Regions from separate parts of the Mus musculus genome. Here all the other regions are linked to region 5. The links are chromatin contacts, called in public ChIA-PET, HiChIP or PLAC-seq and promoter capture Hi-C maps. All regions are on one chromosome and are shown on one strand. The core of a region is the stretch at or near the end of the contact, and the rest is flanking DNA. Distances in the headings are between cores, read along the strand shown.

Region 1 (2,700 bases), core at 177-2,676, 470 kb after region 5:
GCTTGTTTCCCACGCAGCTGGTTTTCCTGGGAGGCCGGTCCTGTAGACTCAGTCCCTGGCCAGCATGACCTCCCACAGCTGGGCCCTTCCTCCTGTGCTTGGTCACATGGTGCAGGCCAGAGGGGCTCCAGGGGAGGAAAGGCCACCAGGAAGAGTTTGCTGAGGGACTGGGCTGGGGGGCCGGGGAAGAGCTCGCTTTGGCCCAGGCATGGACAGGCAGAGACGGACGTTCATGGGTGGCTATTCAGTATCACTGGTCACCCAGCCCTTTCTGACAGTGGGAATCTAGGCTGGCTCCTATCCTGACGGACAATTCCCACTTCCTCCTGGGCACTGAGCCGACCCTAACATCAGCCCTCCCTCAGCACCAGGGCTCCAGAAGGACCCAGATTTCCGCTGGCCCGAGCTTTAGCAAACCAGTGCCTGGAACAGCTCCGAAAAGCACTTTGTTTGACTTGTTTATTTAGAAACAAGAGTCTCACGTAGCCCAGGCTGACCTCAAACTCACTCTGGAGTCAAGCATCAGCCTGAGTTTCTGTCCTCCTGCTTACACTTCCCCAATGCTCAGACTACGGGCGGGCGGGGACCACCGCACTCAGTTTATACAGCGCTGGGGTCTGAGCCCAAGGGTCTTTTGCATGGGAGCAAGCATTCTACCAACCAAACCACACTCAGCCAGAAAACTCGCTGGTACAAAGTGGTTTCCAGCAACACCTCTCACCAGACTCTTCCCAGAGGCTTAGGAGGGAGGAAGACGCCAGCAACCCATTTTATAGACACATCAACTGAGTCATACAGAGACTTCCCAAAGCTAAGTGCTACAGAGTCAGCAGAAAACACAGCAGGCAGAGGATAGCTCTGATCCTGTATCAGGGTCGAAGACAGCCCTGGGAATATGGGGCGGGGCACAGAAGAAGGTTCTAAACAAAGCAGGAGGCACAGAGGAGTGAAGATCACCAGTGCAGTAATTGGCCTCACAGCACAGCAGCATCTGCGTGTCCAATTGGCGAATCCAAGTAAGGCCAACGGTCCCCTGTATCTCTGCCTCCTGCCAGCTCTCCCGAGGGACCACAGAAGTGAGGCTCTCACTTTATGGAGTATCCAGAGACCCCTCCTGTTGGGCCAAGGAGGCTAAGCAGAGGCCACCACCCCCTCATGCACTACGGAAACCACAGGTCTCTTCCTTCACCTGCCAGCTGAGGCTCGGAGGCAAACACTCTAAGCTGTGTGGCCTGGAGCCAGTGGTTCCCTCTCTCTGCGCCTCCTCTTCAACACTAACCCAGCACTTGGAACATGTAAGAACGAACACAGCAAGGATCCAGAATTAATGAACTATTAATGCGGCCGGGAGTTAAGAGGACAGCCTCCAGAGCTGTCCCTAAAATGGAAACAAATCTCTCGACTCCAAGCAGGGCAGAATGGAGCCAAGGGCAGCCTCCCGGGCCAGCTTCTCCTGGGCTGAGCCGGGCTCGGGCCCTCAGCCACCCTCCTGATGATGTCATGCTGGCACCTGCTTCTACAACACATGTTTGGACTTTCCAGCTTGTTTGCCCCTCCCCACCGACCTTCCCCCACTCTTTCTTACTCATTCTTTCCCTTCATTGCTGTTCAAAAAAAAATCTCAGAGGCCAAATGTGTCAGCTGGCTCCCTGGAAGAGTGTCTGTAGCCAGGATGAAGGGCTATGAGTGGCAGGAGAGTCTTGAGATGCAGAGACTGGGAGAACCTTGAGATGGGTTACCGGAAACAGCCAGGGTCCACCTGGATGCTCACACAGCCTCCCCGACACCGGTCCTCTATTTAGGGGCTATAATTCCTCTGTGTGCGTGAGTGAAGGCCAGAGAGTAATCTGACAGTCTGATGTGTCATTCCTCAGAGCACCATCAGGTAGTTTGTTTTTAAAGACAAAGATTGGCGTGGGGTTCACCACGTAGGCTGGGCTGGCCAGCCATTGAATCCCAAGGACCTGCTTGTGTCTGCCTCCCCGCCACCAGCATGCTTGACTTTCTACTTGGGTTCGAGGCATGATTCTTAGGTCCTCATGCTTGCTATTGAGGAATCCCACCATGTGTTCACCAGCCTAGCACAGAGGCTGCGTGCTGGTGCAAGACCGTCCTCCCGAGTGGTCCCCAGATGGGAGGCAGGAGAGGGACGAGTGGCCTGTTCCTGCTAACAGCTTGTTGGACATGTAGAATAACCTTTATTCTGGTTTTCCACCTGGCACTGGGCCAGAGGATAAGGGGAGGCTGGGAGGTAAGCAGGGCCAGGAGACAGGAGACCTCAGGGCACTTTCTCTGCAGACAGAGGCATCCCTGGAAACTGTTGGACAAGAGCTTTCCCCAGGAGACTGCATGCCAGCACAGAATCCAAAGCCACACAGAGGAAGCCAGGAGGGCAGATGACATCCTTATACTGTGGGCTGCAGGCAGGTGGCTGAAGTTCTCTGAGCCTTGACTCCCTGATCTGGAAGATGACTGGGGTCAGAGGTCAGTGCCCCTTTCCCAGGTCCAGCTTCATGGGCCTCACCATCCTACCCATCAGTGCCAGGCCCTATGTCAGGACAGACATTTTCTAAACTCTCCAGGCCTCTTTCTCTCACCGCAGCTTGGCCCACCTCAACCCCTCCACCCACAGCTCTGAGGGTTGCTCAGGGCCAGAACCTAGAAATGAAAAGACAAGGCCAGGAGTTCCCCTCCCAGTCC
Region 2 (2,700 bases), core at 88-2,587, 430 kb after region 5:
AGGCAGGAAACAGGCTACGGCCGACAGCAAGTGCCCTCACCCTCACGCAAAGGCCAGATTTGGTTTGTAGGTCTGTGGACAGGCTAGGGGTTAAACTTGAAGACTTCAGCTTCCTTCAGTAGGTCAGGGTTAGAGCCTCCTGTGGCTGAGTGCATGCATGGTCAGAGCCCAAGCCTGGGGGATGATTCAGATGGAGACCGTAGGTGCTCACACCCTGCAGGGGTGTGCAAGGCTGGTTCCACCCGGTCTGGTTGAACAAAATGCTTACAGTATACCTAACTGTTATTCTGAGATAGCCTGCCAGTGCGGCTCTGAAACCCAGGCCGCTGTGGGGTGGTCGAGGTAGAGCTGATGCATTGCTGATAAGCCCTAGAGAGGCACCTCTTTCAGCCTCTATGGAAAATGTCAGCAGTCTCAACTTATGACCCCACAGCCCAGCCCCCCAAACACAGCCAGGACAGAGGGGTCACCAGTTGCTTCCCAGTTTCCTTTCCTTATGTCTGTTCCCACGCACGCTAACCTCAAAGAGGCTCAATGAATACTTGTGCCTTCTCCTCCCTCAGAGAGGAAGGGAACCGACCAAAGGTGCTGGGGGGGGGGGGCACCATTCCAAGTGAGCAGGGGCCAGGAAGCAGCAAAATGATGGGTCTGTAGCATAGGGGCTTTTTCAGGCTTTGGTTAAACTGTCTCTCCACGTCCGGGGAAACCACTAAACTCAAGCTGACTCGTCCCAGACGTCCTCAGCTCGCTCAACCCTGACCATCTCTGGCCTGGCAGCTTTTCTCTCCGTTTTACTAGCATGTCCAGCGGGAGCAAAGCCGGACACACTTCCTCTCAGCATCTTCTCAAGGCTTGAGTGGCAGAAAGGACAGGAGAAATGGCTTGCAAAGCTAGCTTCAGGAAGGAGATGTGGGGACCACCCCCACAGGCATCTAGTTTACTGGTCAGTAACTTCCTGTTCCTCGGCCTCCACAGGGTGCAGGCAACTCTACTTCTGGCATGTGGCGGGAGAGGGGTGGTGGGAGAGGGGAGGCAATTGAACAAGAGAATGCTTGTAAACACAGCAGGAGCTGCCACGGGGTCCAGACGCCCCCAAACAATGACACAGACAGTCCTAAGGGACAGTGCCTGCCATCAGGAGCATCCCCAACCCAGGTCAGTCCCCTCCACAAGGCTTCAAGAGTGTCTGTCAGCTCTCCACTCAGAAATACTCTCCTGTGTTTCGGGCATCTTTAAATAAACAAAGACCTTGTAACATCTGGCCCTAGAACCTGTGGCTTTGGGGCCCGCTTCCTGGAGAACGACACGGGGCCCTGCCTTGCCGTGCAGGGGTTCAGGCCTTGCGCACATGACTGAAAATTGCTTCCATCTGTTTATGAGTCTGAGACTCACTTTGCCCTCCCCCTACCTCTCTGCTCAACAGTGAAAGGAGGTGTGGCTGTCCCCCAACTCTCCCTAATCGCCCCCAGTCAAGGAAGGCACACCTCGGGCCCCAGGTGGCCCTTCTCCATGTATTAAGGTTCACAGCAGAAGCCCAAACCAAGCTAAACATCCAGCCTGCCAGAGGGCCTGCTTGAGAAATAATAAGAACACAGTAGAGCCCCATGCTCTCCAGGGGCTCTGGACATCTCTGGCCTACCCCTGTGACCCTTCCTCCTGGGAGGGCCTCCCCATCCACCTGCCTGCCCGGTTAGGAGGTAGACCCCTCCACCCAGAGTTGCCTGGGATCCCAGACCTGGAGCTCCAGGAGCGACCACAGGCCTTCCCAGAATCCACCATGGGGTTAGATGATCTCTGGCTTTTGCCTTATTTCATACAGAATAATTAACACCCTTAGAGCTAATCTTGAGAGCTTAGGCTAGCTCTCCCTCTCTCCCCCCTTCCCTGAGGCTCTCTCTTATATACAGTCTAGCTTCAGACTCAATGATCCCCCTGCCTCAGCCCTCTGAGTACTGGGATTACAGGCATACACCAACCATGCCTAGCAAGAGCATTCTTTCGATGGTTTGGGACATACATCCAGATGTGAGCCGTTCTATTTTTATTTCTGAGGAACCAGCCAAGTGCATCTGCCTGTGACTCCCGAGCTAATTCAGCAAAGATGCACGGTAAGAATCCATTTTAGCTCATCTCAGTCTTAGATACCTACGTGAGCCTGACACGTGTATCAGGCAGCCTGGCACTCCCACTTTACAGAGGGGACATGAGGTCTACACGCTGACTCTTTCCTGAAATGCCACTGGATGGTCACATGAGCAGAGGCAAGACCTTTTCTGGACTGCTCACTCCTGGAACACTAGGTCTTGGACATGAGTTCTGTGCTCTGACACCTGCCTACTGGTCAGGAGTGTGTTCCCTGACACCCTCCCTCCTCAGCCACCCAAGGCTGCAGCCTGCTCAGGGGCATCCTTGAGTCCTAGCCCAGCAAGAAGCAGAAATGACTACTCGAGAAAGCTAACCACCAGCAAGGCTGGAAACGCCTGCCAGTCATGAGAGCGTTGTCTCTGGGACTAGAGAACAGACACTCCCAAGTCATCCCGTGACCTCCACACCAGTGCTGTGGAGTAGGTACATGCACATACAGACACACACACACACACACACACACACACACACACACACACACAGAGAGAGAGAGAGAGAGAGAGAGAGAGAGAGAGAGAGCGCTAAGTTGTTCACAGCTGCATTAATAAGTGTAGC
Region 3 (2,700 bases), core at 44-2,543, 300 kb after region 5:
CCCCAATACATCCAACCCAGAGCCAAGCAGCGCCACCCTGGGGAAGCAGGTAAAAAACTTTCCATGACTCCAGATCCATCCAAGAGATGACTGCTTCTATGCTGGGGGTGGGGGGTGGGGGGTGGGGGGGTGGGGGGGTGGGGGGGTGGGGAAGGGGGTAGCCTCAGCTCCCACGGTTCTTAGTGACTATCATGGGTCAGCTGTCCTGTGGGGCTTCCTGTTGTCTGGGGCAGGTGTGGTCTCTTGTTGTAAAGATGTTTATTGGATGATCCGGATGTTTCAAGGAACCGCTGCACCTTGGAAGGAGAGAAGAGCCATGAAAGAGCAGAGCGACTCAGAGAGCAAGGAGATGGCGTCAGGCCAGCCACTGGCCTCAGGCAGCAACAGGGCCAAGCTCTACGGGGCTATGGGTCGGAGGGAGGCAGGAGCTCACCTCCAGCACCCACAGAGCCTTGGCAGCAGGAGAGAAGTTAGCTTGAGAAACGCACGGAATGGATGAAGAGAAGAAAGCTCGGTCCACTTAAGTGCATCGAACATAAATCGGAGGCTGGTTTCCAGCCCTCCATAGAGCTGGCCTGGGTCCCCCTCTTTGTGCCGCACTCACAGCCCTGAGCTGTAGTCTGCTCATCTTTAAGCCCAACAATCCCCGTGCTATCTCCCCAGCTTTTCAACCGCTGCAGCTCACGGCCCTGAACACATTTTGTGAAGGGCTAGAGCTGGACATATGCGAACAATTAAACTCCTCTAGATCCTCCACCCAGGAGCCAGGCCCTGAGACATGAAGTCATGCTTCTATTTTTCTCTCTTTCCTTGTGGAGAGGAGATTTGGGAAGGGTGGAGGGACCTGGCAAGAGGGAGAGCAAAGATGGCCGGAGCAGGAGAGCTGCCGGCTGGAGATTTGTTCTGGAAGCTGCAGATGGTTCCAGAAGGCGCTGGTTGCCCCCAAGGGTTCCCTCCTCTGGCCGCCACTGCTTTCCCTGATTCTTCCCATTGTTCTGAAGCCAGATGCAAGGACTCCTGTTCCAGGATACTGCCTCCCTCCCCCTCACAAGTTAGAAAGAAGCCTTGGGTGAGGGGCGCTGAGGGATTGCAGGCGGGGGAAGGGCTGCCCCTCTGCCAGGCACGCTGCGCTGCGGAATCACTGTTTTCTTTTCTTTCTTTTTTTTTTTTGAAGTCAAAACCACTCATGAGGCTTCCCCCTCCCCTACCCAGAGCCCCTCCATTATCCCTAGGCCATTTGGTGGTGGTTGCCATGGAGACCACAAGCAAAATGGCATGCAAATCAACACAGCAAGAACAACAGCAGAAGATGGGCCCAGGGAGTGAGGGCAGCTGGAAATGCCTCTACCCACAGCACCCCTAGAATAAAAGGCTCTGGATCCCTCAGGGTTTGAGGAGGTTCCCCATCAGCCATAGGACGGACGGAGGCTGAGTGGGTGTCCTGAGAGGATAACCAAGGAAAACTCAAAAAGCGATCTGCCTACTTCCTGGCCCAGTCTTTAGCATTAGCCATCAAATAGGGAGGGGCTCTAGGTCTGGCTTGGGGCCAGAAGGATGCTCAGGGCAGAGGCTTTCCTGGCCAGAAGATACCTGGCTCACAGCCATCCAGGGATGAACATGGCAGATCAGCCATCCCAAAGCCAGGTCCCTCGGGCTTGGCACAGGCGCTTTCTCTCCACCCATTTGGAAACCATCTCTGTTCAGACTCCTGGGGCCTCAAAGAGGCAAGGCAGCAGCTCAATTTTTTAAGAAGAAAAAAACCACAGCTCCCAAGAATCTAAATCTGTGAACTTGGGGCCTCTTGATTGAAATGAGAGTTGACTACGGAACTGGGGGTTTGGATGCCCTTTTCTGTATCCTAGAGGTTTCCCCACTGAGGTTGATCAAAGGCCCAGGAAATGGCCTGCGATAGGCTAGCGATCATGGTGCCGCCTCATGTTCCTGCTCAGAGGCAGTGGGGAGAGAGGGAAATGTTCTGCACGTGGCCTGGCTCCCTGGGTTAGGAGTGATGTGGAGGCTTCTTGGAGCAGTATCCCCAAAGCAGCAGTCAGTTCACACCAGGACCTCTCCCTGAGCTCCATCTCAGCTGCATGGTTTTCTGAGCACACACAGCCTGCAGAAGTGATAGGCTCAGGGCTGGGAAGGACCTGCCCCATTACTTCTGTAACTTTCTTCACCCAGAGCTCAACAGCCCACTGTGTTTTGAAGTGGAAACTTAAGGGTTCTTTGAAAAGTCAGTTGTGTTGGATGGTGTCTTGCTGGGGCAAACACACAAAGGAACATTTCGCCGAAGCAAACACAGGTGAAAGGATGTTCTGCTAAAGGAAGCATGTGAAAGGACACGTGATGAAGGATTCTTCACTTACGACATGCATGTATTGGTCCGTCTTACAGTGCATAGTTGAGCTCCATTTGTCAGGGCTCCATAGAGAGAAATGCACCAAAAAAACCTTCTAGTGGTGTGCTATGGCTTCTTGCTGCTTTCCGGGACACGGGCAGAGCGATGTCAACTGAGACAGACACACGGGCTGAGGCAAGACACTTGGTGAAGCAAGACCCGTGGAGGACACGTGAAGTTTGAGGGAATTATAAATAGGACTTGGTGGACAGTGATGGGAGCTGGCTGGGCTTGGCTTGGCTGGGCTGAGCTGAGCTTCAGGCTTGCTTAAAGAGCTGGCTGGGCAATGCTTGTTGGTCTTG
Region 4 (2,700 bases), core at 61-2,560, 440 kb before region 5:
GTCGAGGGAAAGGACTGGGGAGCAGAAGCTGTGGGGCCAACCTGTGGCCTGTGCTCAGAAGATGGAGTTCATATTTTTAACCTTCTCAGGCCTTGACTCTTCATGCCTCATTTGAAGTGCATCAGTAGGCCCTGGCACTACCTTAGACATAAATAGAGTAGGTATTTGAGCCTTTTATTGCTTAGCTGCCCATCTCTCATAGCAGCTTCTCAGGTCATATGGCATCTGCCCTGGTTACCCGCACCCAGGGTGGTATGTCACAAAGGAAGACAGGTGTCTCTGATCTGCCTAGAACGTGGACATTCATCTCACCCAGAACAGAAACTGCTGTCCTTGAAACAGCCCAAGGCCTCCAACAGCCCTCCAAAGGCCTCTGCCCTCTAACCCCCTCCTTATAGTCCTTCTAGCTCCCCACTGAGTCCCATACTCTTCAGACCCCCAGAGCACATGTCCAAGAGTGGCCCAGAGTCTGCCTCAGCCCACACAGGGGAAACACTATGTCCTTTTAGTCCTTGATGTCTCTGCAGTCCACATCCACTGTGCTCAGGGACCATTATTGGGGGAAATGGTAGAAAGGAAAGATTATAGGTTTGATTGTTTTTTAAAAAGATGTGTAAAACCGAAGGTAGAATTGGAGTTAAAAATAAGTTGCAGATTGCATTACATGTTTTAAATAGTCTGTTCAGTTCTACAAACCAGTAGGAAGGATGGCAGTCAGTAGGAAAACAACCCCCAAGGTGTGGACAGTAGCTCATGAACAGAAGTGCTCTCGTGCTTCTGGAAAGGCAGCCTTGATGGCAGTGAGGCCAGTGCAGAGATCAGTCCTGGGAATGTCCCCACCCGTCAGTGCAGTTCATTGTGGACCGGGCTGGACACATCAAACTCTAGGAATCCAGACACGTACTGTCCCACTGCCAGGAGATAAGAAACAGGAGTGACCTGTCCTTCCCGAGTCAAGATCATCTGGGAATCAGATCTAATGCCAGAGGTAGAGATGGGGTTTGGATCACTAGACGGGTTTTGAATGCAGCTGAGTGCATTGATACAGGATTCTTCAAGGGCAAAAGTTGAGGAAGACACTCTCCCCACAGAGGGTTTCAGGACAAGACAAGGCAGGCCACAGCAGCGAGGCACAGAGAGCAGACTTAGTGAAAGCCACCAGTACTGCCTAGATTTAACTGTCAACCCGACACAAGTACAGTCATCTGGGAAGGGAGTGAATTGAGAACTTGCTAGATCATACTGGCCTCTGGGCATGTCTGTGGGGATTCCTTGGTTGGCTGTTGATTGATGTAAGAGTTCATAGACCACTGTGAGCTCACCATTTCATGGGCTGGGCCCTAAAGCTAACTAAGACAAACTAAGTAAGCAGACGGCATGGGTATACTCATTTCTCTCAGTTTTTGACTGTGACTCACTGCTTAAAGCTCCTGCCTTGGTTGCCCTGCATTGAAGGACTGTGTCCTGGAATTTTAAGCCAAACAAACCCGTTCTCCCCAGAGTTGTATTTAACCAGGGCATTTGTCACATTAACAGAAATGAAACTAGGACACCACCCAGTGATGTCATGGTATTACTTGTATTGTTACCGACAGCTTGCTAAGGAGCCTCACAGTCCACTCCAGGAACACAGGGAAGCTTTTCTGGATCAAGCAAGTCTTCTTGTAAGAGAGTTGGGGAGAACTAGAGCTGAGTGCTGAGCATGTGCACAGGGCCCTGAGACTGGACCCTGCTTCAAAGTTACAGGCTGTGAGCAGTGAAAACACATGACACCCTTTATAGTGCCGGAGAAAATCAGGCTAGGGGATGGATCAACTGGTAAAGTGTCATATAAACATGACACTCTGAGTCCCATCCCCACTCCCCTGTAAAAGTCGGATGTGTAATTCCATTGCTGGAGGAGGTGGAGACAGGAGGGTTCCAGGGGCTTTCTGGCCAGCAAGTCTAGCTGAATGATCTCCAACTGAGAAACCCACTCCCAAAAATCAGGTGAAGAACTGGGCATGGTAGCACACACCCTTAGTGCCAGCACTTGGGAGGCAGAGGCAGGCAGATTTCTGTGAGTTCGAGGCCAGCCTAGTCTACAGAGTTAGTTCCAAGACAGCCAGAACTATGTAGAGAGATCCTGTCTCCAAGATAGATAGAGGAGAGAAAGGGGGGGGGGCAACTGAGGAAATACTTGATGCATATACCTGTGAATACACCTGTAAATACACACACTTGCAAATACACACAAAGTAAAAATGAAGTGTTTATAAACGGAATGCAAAAAGTTACTAACGTTGTAGTGTGTATACATATATGTGTGTGGCATGAAAGACACATATAATATAACGTACATTGCATGCAGAAGAAGCCAGACCAAACCCATACCACCCTCAGTGGTTGTCACTGGGCAGGATCAGATTGCCTGCTACTGTTCTCTACTTTCATCTGTGAATGTGTCTCATAAGCAGCATCAAAAATATGCAGAAAAGAACATCTTGATGTGCTGCATCAGAAACCAGGAAGGGGACACTACCCAGTGCAGTGTGCAGCTTCACTGTGGCCACCATCAGAAAGAATAGCCGGGGCTGATGTCCTCCAGAATCCTTGAGCAAGGCTGAGCAACCTGGCACAGTGTTCAGGGTGGCAGATGACCAGTTGGTAAACTCAGGCAATAGACCACTTTGAGCTTGTCTTCCTTGGGAGCAATTTACT
Region 5 (2,718 bases), core at 8-2,507:
TTTTTGTTCTATTTCAAGACAGGGTCTCACTGTGTAACTCTGATTGTCTTGGAATTCATCATGTAGAGCAGGCTGGCCTTGAACTCACAGAGACACTTGCCCAAGGCTGGGATTAAAGAAAGGCCTGTGTCACTATGACTGGCTGGCAGGTTATTTTTGAACTGACCGCCTTAAGGGCAGGCACTGCCCTCCCTGTTGCTATGCCCTGGCCAGGCTCTGGCACCAAGCCCAACCTAAGAGCTGAGGAAGCAGCTTCTTCAAGCACGTCACTCGTCATCCACTGACTAGACCTTTAGGAGTCATCTTGGCCAGTTCCCAGTTCTGGGAGCCCTAGCCTTTCCTCCCTGTTCACCTCTTTTAAAACCTTGTTGTCTCAGCTCTGGATTCTGAGTCTCCGCCTGTGTCCCTGCCCACAGGCTCTGTACTCCCAACAAGTTCACACAGGAAGGCGCCCCAGGAAATGGCTTTCAAATTGGGCCAAAGTCGTGCAAAATTCAGAGTAAGAGCAAGGAGTCAACTAGGGGCTGAGGAGGGCTGGGTCTGCAGACCAAGACTTCCGGTGCCAAGGCGCCGCTTGGTAAACCCACCCAGGCACGGAGAGACAGCTGCGAAGAAGCGTCGCCCTCCCCCCTCAGGCTTCATCTCCTTCCGGTATCCCACACGTTTCCTGGGGTCTGTTAACCTTCGTGTGTAGGAGGGGACTTGTTTTTCCCTTCTACTTCTCACGGTCACCGGTCACCCTGTCTGTAACTTGGGGGAAGCGGTTCTATGGAGCATCTTGGTGGCCAGGTTCCTTGCTCCAGCTGGTGACACCTGGAGGCTGGTGACACTTTCTCGGGTTCAATTTCCTCATCTGTGAAATAGAAAGGTCTTTGACTGTCTTGGCACAGCAGGAAGCAGTTTAACCCTAGCTTTAGAAACAGACACCACGCCCAGGGCGGAGCGGGCAGTAACTCGTTTGCTCAGCCTCTGATAAAGAACAGTTAACCAGGCTGGGAGGAGGCGATTACTCAATCCCGCGTGGGAAGGCTAGGGACTGGTAAGTGACCCCGGGACGTGGAAATGCCGTCCCTCTTTAGAAACTCAAGAGGAATATTAGTGACTCCACCTAGGGGTTGTATACATCCAAATAGTGGGTGGGACACGCCTACTTTACTCAGACTTGAGGGTGGAGTGCTGGGGTGGAGTCTGAGGCTGGCTTGCACAGGGCACTGTTTTGGATGGGCGGGTCCTACCGGTAGGCAGGAACGAGTCACGTGACCTTTGGGGCCCGGTGCCACGTGGGCGGGCGGTGAGGCTACCTCCAGCTGCCAGTCTGGAAACCATCAAAACTATGTACCCTTAATTACTGTGTGCTGATTCTCCTGCTGGTGGGGCTGAGACCTCGGTTCCCCGCGGCGGGTGCGCGCACAGGTGAGCCAATCTGGGGAGAATGGGGCTCCTCTACCCAGAGGGGCGCTGGGACCCTGGTGCTGGGGCGCAACTGCGGTGTAGGGGCGGTTGCTATCGCCAGGTAGTTGACAGCTTGGGTGCGGGTTTCTGGAAACTGCCGCTCCCGGCCTCTCCCCATCTGGCTCAGGGTGCAGGATGGTGCGCCCCGGAACAGCGCACACCTGGCTGGTCCCAGGAGGACCTGAAGATCAGGAACCCAGGCAGATCCGGAGCCCCGGCCCGTAGCCTCCGGAGCACCCAGACTACTGAGGAGAAGAGGTGTGGGCCCGCCCGGGGCCTTGAGCCTGAGAAGTACTGTGGCCAGGGAAAGGACCCTGGAACTAAAAGGGCACCACCTCTCCTGGCTGCTTTCCACCCGGGCGGTGCCACCTCCCGCCGGCTCCAGCCTGGCCTCTCCCTGCAGTGCTCCACTGCAGCGCAGGCGGGGGCGTGCCGGGTGCCAGTCCGGGTTGCGTGGGGCTCTTGGCCGTCGGGGGAGCTCCAGAAAACTTCCCTAGGCGAAGGCAGGGAGGACCGGCGGACATGGCGGGGCGGGGGCTTGCCTTCTGGAGGGCGATCTTGCAGGAGTCAAGTGATTGACTGCTCTTTCCGTCGCGCTTTCCCTCAGGGCCCTGGGCCAGGAGAACAATAAGCCCCTAACAACGATCTGGTTGTAACTGTGCCCGGTGACAGAGCTGGACAAAGGGTGCTTGTGTCAGCTCAGCTTCTCTCTCCAGCCTTCAGCTGAGTTGGGAATGTAGGGAGTCAGCCTCCGGAGGACGCGAGGAGTCCAGTGTGTGGACGCTGCCTCCGGTGCTGGGGGCAGGACTTTGCGGCTGCCTGGTCGCACTTCCTGCTGGTGAAAGCACATTGGGGTCATAGGGCGGGCACAGGGAAGTCCTCGGAGCCTTTCAGCCGCTGCTCTAAAAATGATGAAGCTCTAGGGCCCTCGCCTGGGAACAGACCAGAAACGGGTAGTGTTTACAGGCCTCTCCTTTTTCCCCCAGTACTAGCAACATCTAGGAAACCAATGGAGGAGCCGCGGCCTCACCCTTCCTTCCTGTTTTCGTCACTCCCCCACAGCCGGTCATGGTGGGAATGTTTGGGCCCACTTGTTTTAACTGTGAATTTAGCTGTGGATGGGGTACAGGGTGGGGATTCCTGTAATGTGTGTCTGTGCCTAAAGTATGGCCCCCAAGCATTGAAAGCTGGTTTTGTCTCAACAGATGGGCTGTATGGGGTTCCACAGGCTGCGTCCAGTCTCTGAGCTCCCCTAGGTCTGCAGGG

What was found. Promoter capture Hi-C pulls out the DNA fragments that hold promoters and counts their contacts. ChIA-PET counts read pairs in DNA pulled down with a chosen protein or histone mark. HiChIP or PLAC-seq counts read pairs in DNA pulled down with a chosen protein or histone mark.
Region 1: a contact with region 5 is called in an HNF4G HiChIP or PLAC-seq map of pancreatic cancer cells. The contact joins the enhancer-like site here to the promoter of Tmc6 in region 5. A contact is called at or near these places in 1 of 39 promoter capture datasets (embryonic stem cells), 5 of 484 Hi-C or Micro-C datasets (B cells, CD8 T cells, embryonic stem cells and 1 more), 6 of 115 datasets of contacts at active chromatin or transcription factors (embryonic basal ganglia, embryonic stem cells, large pre-B cells and 2 more) and 2 of 9 other capture datasets (embryonic stem cells and liver).
Region 2: an RNA polymerase II ChIA-PET map of memory CD8 T cells shows a contact between it and region 5, with 22 read pairs. The contact joins the enhancer-like site here to the promoter of Tmc6 in region 5. A contact is called at or near these places in 4 of 39 promoter capture datasets (cranial neural crest, frontonasal cranial neural crest, neural stem cells and 1 more), 2 of 484 Hi-C or Micro-C datasets (B cells and pro-B cells), 14 of 115 datasets of contacts at active chromatin or transcription factors (the 230-238 cell line, double positive thymocytes, embryonic basal ganglia and 11 more) and 1 of 9 other capture datasets (liver).
Region 3: a contact with region 5 is called in a promoter capture Hi-C map of embryonic stem cells, with 2.3 times the contacts expected there. The contact joins the enhancer-like site here to the promoter of Tmc6 in region 5. A contact is called at or near these places in 2 of 39 promoter capture datasets (embryonic stem cells and neural stem cells), 3 of 484 Hi-C or Micro-C datasets (the N1E-115 cell line and embryonic stem cells) and 7 of 115 datasets of contacts at active chromatin or transcription factors (double positive thymocytes, embryonic hindbrain, embryonic stem cells and 3 more).
Region 4: a contact with region 5 is called in a FOXA1 HiChIP or PLAC-seq map of pancreatic cancer cells. The contact joins the enhancer-like site here to the promoter of Tmc6 in region 5. A contact is called at or near these places in 1 of 39 promoter capture datasets (embryonic stem cells), 1 of 484 Hi-C or Micro-C datasets (CD4 T cells), 1 of 115 datasets of contacts at active chromatin or transcription factors (pancreatic cancer cells) and 2 of 9 other capture datasets (embryonic stem cells and liver).

What each region holds. Positions count from the first base shown.
Region 1 is chr11:117,310,092-117,312,791 of GRCm38.p6, reverse strand. The region is part of intron 2 of Septin9 (septin 9); the gene reads right to left. Among named protein-coding and RNA genes, the nearest start is that of Gm34065, 16 kb to the left of the region's middle. Within about 2 kb of position 1,426, at least 136 of the 459 cell types and tissues checked have an H3K27ac peak or open chromatin away from gene starts, as enhancers often do. A contact at or near this core is called in CD8 T cells, liver, memory CD8 T cells and 2 more, where this site is marked.
Region 2 is chr11:117,348,253-117,350,952 of GRCm38.p6, reverse strand. The region is part of intron 2 of Septin9 (septin 9); the gene reads right to left. Among named protein-coding and RNA genes, the nearest start is that of Gm51932, 14 kb to the right of the region's middle. Within about 2 kb of position 1,337, at least 127 of the 459 cell types and tissues checked have an H3K27ac peak or open chromatin away from gene starts, as enhancers often do. A contact at or near this core is called in the 230-238 cell line, B cells, double positive thymocytes and 2 more, where this site is marked.
Region 3 is chr11:117,477,649-117,480,348 of GRCm38.p6, reverse strand. Gm34418 (a long non-coding RNA gene) reads left to right here. Exons shown (of 2, transcript XR_389180.4): 2 at 285-777. Among named protein-coding and RNA genes, the nearest start is that of Gm34418, 4.1 kb to the left of the region's middle. Within about 2 kb of position 1,293, at least 108 of the 459 cell types and tissues checked have an H3K27ac peak or open chromatin away from gene starts, as enhancers often do. A contact at or near this core is called in the N1E-115 cell line, embryonic stem cells, neural stem cells and 1 more, where this site is marked.
Region 4 is chr11:118,214,846-118,217,545 of GRCm38.p6, reverse strand. All of the region lies in intron 1 of Cyth1 (cytohesin 1), which reads left to right. Among named protein-coding and RNA genes, the nearest start is that of Cyth1, 32 kb to the left of the region's middle. Within about 2 kb of position 1,310, at least 91 of the 459 cell types and tissues checked have an H3K27ac peak or open chromatin away from gene starts, as enhancers often do. A contact at or near this core is called in pancreatic cancer cells, where this site is marked.
Region 5 is chr11:117,779,231-117,781,948 of GRCm38.p6, reverse strand. It overlaps Tmc6 (transmembrane channel-like gene family 6), which reads left to right and starts at 1,257. Exons shown (of 20, transcript NM_145439.3): 1 at 1,257-1,413; 2 at 2,658-2,718. It also overlaps a transcript of Tmc8 not described here.